Linked DNA regions of Mus musculus: region 1 is linked to region 2. A link is a contact called in public promoter capture Hi-C data. All regions are on one chromosome and are shown on one strand. Each heading gives the region's core, a stretch centred on a gene start, on an enhancer-like site or on the middle of the called end of the contact. The rest is flanking DNA. Distances are from core to core; before and after follow the strand shown.

Region 1 (2,700 bases), core at 193-2,692, about 11 Mb before region 2:
TCCTCTTTAATCCTGCTGTTCTTCCAGAAAACCTAGAGATCTACCTTAAAAATAAACACAGCAGCAAGAAAAATAAGTTACTCTACCTCCAGCACTGTGCCCCAGGAAATCATTTCAGGACCTTTACATCACTGCTTAAACCACACCAGATCAGTTATATAAGACAACGAAGGCTGTAAAAGCATACAATTTTCTACTTAACCTTACCAAACATATTTGCAAGTTTTCAGTAAGTGCTAGAACGTTCTGTGTTTAAAAAAGGTACTGGTGCACTCCATCAGAACTATGCTGCCCAAATCCACGTCACAAATATCCTGCACTTGGTAAATTGTAGGTGTGTTTCTGGTTACCTGCTGCGCTTTCTGCACCCTTTGTCACCCAGTGATGCTCTCAAACAGCATATACTTTCCATCCCTTAAAGCGTCCTCGTACCCCCACAAAAACACACCAGACTTTGACGTTTCTTCATACTAACACAGAACCACTAGTGCCACTAGGTGCTGTGGCTCTCAAAGAATCTCTTCAGCAGCTTCCCCTGGGACAGGGCGCTCAGCCCGGCTCTCGATCGGTAAGAAGCTGCCAGCCGCCTTTGCAAAGGCAACAGGGGCCAACTCCATACCGCATTGCTGCTGCTGCTGCCGCCGCCTACTTTCTTTGGCGGCTTTGGGAAGAGGGGAAATGAGCCCAGTCCCCTACAGACCCCACTGGTCCCTTCGGCAGCACGAAAGAGAAACCACTGCATTGCTCAGCTGGGAAGCTCGCAGGAGCCCACTAAGGGCGAAGAAAGCACAGTAGAGGCGCCAGTCGGTGGACTAGGAAGGCGTCCGAAGTGCGACGACCGGCGCCAAGGCAACCGCTAGGCGCCCTCTCGGGGGATGGGGTCCTGCCGGGAGTCCCGCCAAGCCTGCCCGTCGCCCGCACGGGCCTCACCTGTCAGCAGCGCCTGGCGCTCGCCCGCAGCCGCAGCCGAAGGAGACGCCGCCGCTCCGGCCGATCCCGACGCGCGCCGCCCGCGGAGGTGCCGGGGCACCAGATCGCATCCGTCCGCCACGCCGGCCACCAACAACCCGAAGAGCAGCATTGCTGCCCAGCGCCGCCGGAGAGGGCGGCCCGAGGCCCGGCCCGGTGCCACGGCGGGAGGAGCGCTCACAGGAGCCGCCGGCCACTCGCTCACCGCCAGCTGCCCGGGGCCCGGCCGCCTCGGAAGCGGACTCCCGCCGGGTGCTGACCCGCTCCCTTCACCGGCGGCCCGCGAAGCTCGGCTCGCCGCCGCGTTCATTGGTTCCGGTTATTTAAAAAAAAAAAAAAAAAAAAAAGTGGGGGAGCGCAGTGGTACGGCGTCTTCCGACCCAGCGCGACACCCGCGCAGCTGCCGCGGCGACACCGGGATCCGCTGCTCTGGCGCGGCCAAGCCCCAGCCCAGCGCCCGCGCCGCCGCCGCGGCGCATCCCCCCGCCCCCTCCGGCCCGCGCCCGCCGTAGTACCACGCTCGGCCGGGCCACCTCCCTCCCCTCACACACTCGCTCTCATACCAATCCCCCGCCTCCCTCAGCCCCGCCACGGCGCAGGCGCAACGCCGCGGCACTGCGCGTGCGTGGTCGTGGGCCCCGCCCCTAGGGGCGTTCCCAGACCGATAGGCGGGGCGTGGGACAGCCGCCCAGGCTGTGCTTCAGGAGCCAGAGAAGCTGAGCGGGAGGAAGGAGTGAGTCTCGCCCACGCCGTGATCTGATGATGGGCAGCCTGGAGACCTGGATAAAGCGTATCGACGTCGCAGATCCTCTGAGTGCTTTAACCCCGTGGGTCAAAAAAAACCTTGCAGTGGGAAACAGCGGCCTCCCCTAACTTGGATGTTGGTGGGGGTTACCGGTTGCCAGCTTTGTAGAAGCGGAGGGAAACCCAGCCTAGCTTTGTATTTACTTGACAAACATTTGGCAAAGCGCATACCTTGTGCCAGAGTGCTAGGAATTTCTCTAAGCAATTTACAGTGGCATAGTGTAACTCAATCTCATCGCCATTTTACATGTGACGAAACCCAAGCGCTGAAATGTTAAAATAGCTTAACCAACCCACCGGCCCATAGCTAATAAATGGACATGGCCCGATTTATCAACTACTGAATGGAAATGTTCGAATAATGTGCTCTAGCTTCTTACTATTTTCCATGCTGACACTGAAGGCAGTCACTGCCACTCATCTGCCAAACCACCACTTCTATAGACTGCCAGCTGAACAGGTTGCCCCAACTACAACATAGACTTGACCATTTTGCTTATCTGCAATGAAGCAGTTTTGTGGATGCTCTTGCAATTCTGCTCCAGATCCAATTGATCTAAAAGGGGAAAAGAACCGGAATCTATTTCTTCAAGTAGATGCTACCATTGCAATGGGACTATGTTGTTGTTATTGTTGTTGGCTGTTTTTTTATTTTGTTTCAATTGTGGTAGGAGTCCTCAGGATGTGACCCAGGTAAATGGCACTCAGAGGCAAGCTACATACCTCAGAGACCCATATCAAAGCATTTCTTCAGAAAACCTTTGAAATGTAAAAGGAGGTGTTGAACACACACACATATTTAAGAACTCGAAGCTAGGATTGTTAAGAACATAGGTCTGACTACTGTTGGATTTTGTTGTTGGCTTGCAGTTTAGATCAGTTTGTTCCAGAAGTCAAGAAGTCAAATACATAACAATTCCTTAGGAA
Region 2 (2,700 bases), core at 101-2,600:
CGGCGGCGACGCGGTCTGCACCGACCAGGGGGTGCCGAAGCCGGGCAGCGGTGGGGGAGACGCGGAGCCGCCTCCCCCTCCGGGGGGTCCCCCGCCCCCGCCGCCGCCGGGGTGCGGCAGGTCCGGGCTCTGCAGGCTGCTGAAGGCGCTGGTGCCGAGCGCCGCGCCGGGCAGGAGGGTGCTGGGGCTGTTGAGCAGAGGGTGGTTGGGCGACTCCATGGAGCCCGGCGCGGGGTTCACCGGCGGCGTCGAGGGGGGCAAGCCCGCATTGGGGGGCTCGGCGGCGCTGCCCTCGCCCGCGGCCGGGGTCTGGCGAGGGCTTCCCGCGCCTCCGTGGCGGCGCCGCGGAGCTGCGGGCGGCGAGGGCGGGAGCTGCGGGAGCTGGGGCAGGTCGACCGGGCGCTGCCGCTGGGCGAAGTCCTGCGGCGGGAGGTGCTGCGTGTGCGGGAGGCTGAACGGCTGAGAGCGCTGGGCGAGCGGCGCCGACTGCAGGAGCGGCCCGGGCGGTGGTGGCGGCGTTGGCGGTGTTGGGCTGAAGCGGCCGGGGCAGTGGAGCGGCGGCGGCGGCGGCGGCGGCTTCGCGTCCGGAGGGTGGGGACGGTGTGGCGGGCTCAACTCTTTCCTCTTCTGGCTGCTCAGCTGCTGCTGCTGCCGCTTACTGAAGTCCTGCGGGGAGGAGGTGCGGCAGCAGCAGCAGGAGGAGGCGGAGGAGGAGGAGGGGTGGTGCAGACTCGGTTTGAAGTCCTGGGAGGGGAGGAGGTGGGTCACACCCGCGTTCGTGCCGCCGCCGGGGTGGTGGCTGGGGAGCTGCTCTGCGGCCGCCGCCCCCGAGAGCGGCCTCGTCGGCTGCTGTGTCAGCCCGAGCAGTAGCTCATCCTGCACGGCCTGGGGATGCGCCACGAGCGGGGAGGAAGAGGAAGCTGCGGCTGAGCTGGCCGCGCCGCCGCCCGAGGGGATGGCGAAGGGGGAGGCGGCCTCGGAGAAGCCGGTGACAGGCAACGGCGGCGGCGACAGCGGGCCGAAGGGCGTGGCGGGCGGCCCGGCGGCGAAGGGCCGGTAGGCGCTGCCGCCGGGCGAGGATCGTGGGCTGCCGCTGCGCAGCAGGGCAGTGTGCAGCACCCCGAACCCGAAGTCCCGCATTTATCAGGCCGGCGGCCGCGGCAGGAGACGCACCCCGTCCCCTGCCCCGCCTAGAAAGCCCCGGGAGCCGTGGCGGCGCGGCCGTGGTGGAAGGATGGGGTCAATGGGAAAGGGACACTGTGACTGAGCCGGGGCACCGACTTGGGGCCCCGCCGCCCCTCACGGAGGCCACCGCCGCCTCCCGGAACCGGCTCCGGCACCACCGCCGCTGCCTCGGCCGCCGCCGCCCTCGCCGCTTAAGAACCCCGGAACGTGCGTCAGCAGCCACCTCACAATCGCGCCGCCCCTTGTCGCGCGCCCTGGCACGCGCGAGCGCGCCGCCGCCGCCGCCGCCGGCCTCGCCCCGCCCCGCCCCTCATTAGCGTGCGTTGTGGACCCTGCGAGGCAGCGGGCGCGCGCGGCGCGTCCCTCAGTCCAGGACCTTGAATGGAGCCCAAGGGGGTGAAAAAAAAGCCGGTGGAAGTTGGGGAGACGGCTAATGGGTCTCGAGCACCGTGCGCGTGCGCACGGAGGCGAGCACGCGCGGGCGTTGCGGACGGTTCCTGGGCAACCGCCCCTCCTGTCCCCTGTCGCACGCGCCCCCTCCTCAGGCCCCGCCCTGTCCCAGCCCCTGGGGTCACGTGAAGTGCCGCTGTCCCAGACCTGCTAGCAGGACTAGGGCGCTAAGCTTGCAGGACTCTAGAAGGTCCCATGCTCTGTGGTCGGGTGCGAGCCGCGCGTGCTGTCACCCACCCTTGCCACCGCTGGAAGGCATTTTTTTTTGTTTGTTTTTTAAGAGTAAAACGCGAAACACCGGCGCCTTTTGCAGCAAACATTTCCACTTCAGCAAGGGGAACAAAGTCTGGGAGCCGACAGGGCTCTGCGTGGTTACTCGCGCAGGAGAGCTCTGAGTAGGTTCTGAGACCAGCTCCTCCTGGCCCCGCTGCTGCAAGCCCTGGGTGCGCTGTCACCACAACCCAGGGGTGCCGGACTCCTCCTCTACAAGTTCTTTCTGGCTTCCTTCCCCCGGGAGACTCTCATCGGAACATTTCCGAAGCTTTATTAATTTTCAAGGGAGAAAGATTTCTCACATCAGGGGGGAAAGGAGATTGTGACTCAGCAGCGGACTTGTTGAGGCTTGTAAAGTGGAAGGGGAAAGGCTTTCCATGTAGACAGAGGAGCGCTGGATGGGGACTTAATCCAGTGTAATTCCTCCCCACAGGAACATTTTACACAGAGAAAACCACACTTGACTGTTTAGTCCAATGATAACTGATCCACACGACATAATAAAGAATTGTATGTTCTTAGTTTTTATTTTTAAGTTTTCCTGGTGCTTAGAAAACTGAAATTACTGAATGGATTCCAGAAATACCTACTGAAATCTCAACAGTTTGCAGAAAGTTGATTCAGACTGGACTAATGATGTTGTAACTTACTAGTCTCTTAAGGAAGTTAGGTAGATGTCTTTCTGAAGCCCCTGTCAGTTGAATTTGGTTCCTCATCTTATTTCAAAAGTATGCAAGTCAAATAATCAGTAAAAAGAGAACAGCACTTCAAAAAGAAAATACTTTATAAGAT

The links. Promoter capture Hi-C pulls out the DNA fragments that hold promoters and counts their contacts.
Region 1: a promoter capture Hi-C map of pre-B cells shows a contact between it and region 2. The contact joins the promoter of Stim2 here to the promoter of Cpeb2 in region 2. A contact is called at or near these places in 1 of 39 promoter capture datasets (pre-B cells) and 1 of 484 Hi-C or Micro-C datasets (CD4 T cells).

The regions. Positions count from the first base shown.
Region 1 is chr5:53,997,265-53,999,964 of GRCm38.p6, reverse strand. It overlaps Stim2 (stromal interaction molecule 2), which reads right to left and starts at 1,442. Exons shown (of 12, transcript NM_001081103.2): 1 at 931-1,442. The coding sequence starts at 1,081.
Region 2 is chr5:43,231,903-43,234,602 of GRCm38.p6, reverse strand. It overlaps Cpeb2 (cytoplasmic polyadenylation element binding protein 2), which reads right to left and starts at 1,350. Exons shown (of 12, transcript NM_001368806.1): 1 at 1-1,350. The coding sequence starts at 1,140. All of the region lies in intron 1 of Gm7854 (predicted gene 7854), which reads left to right.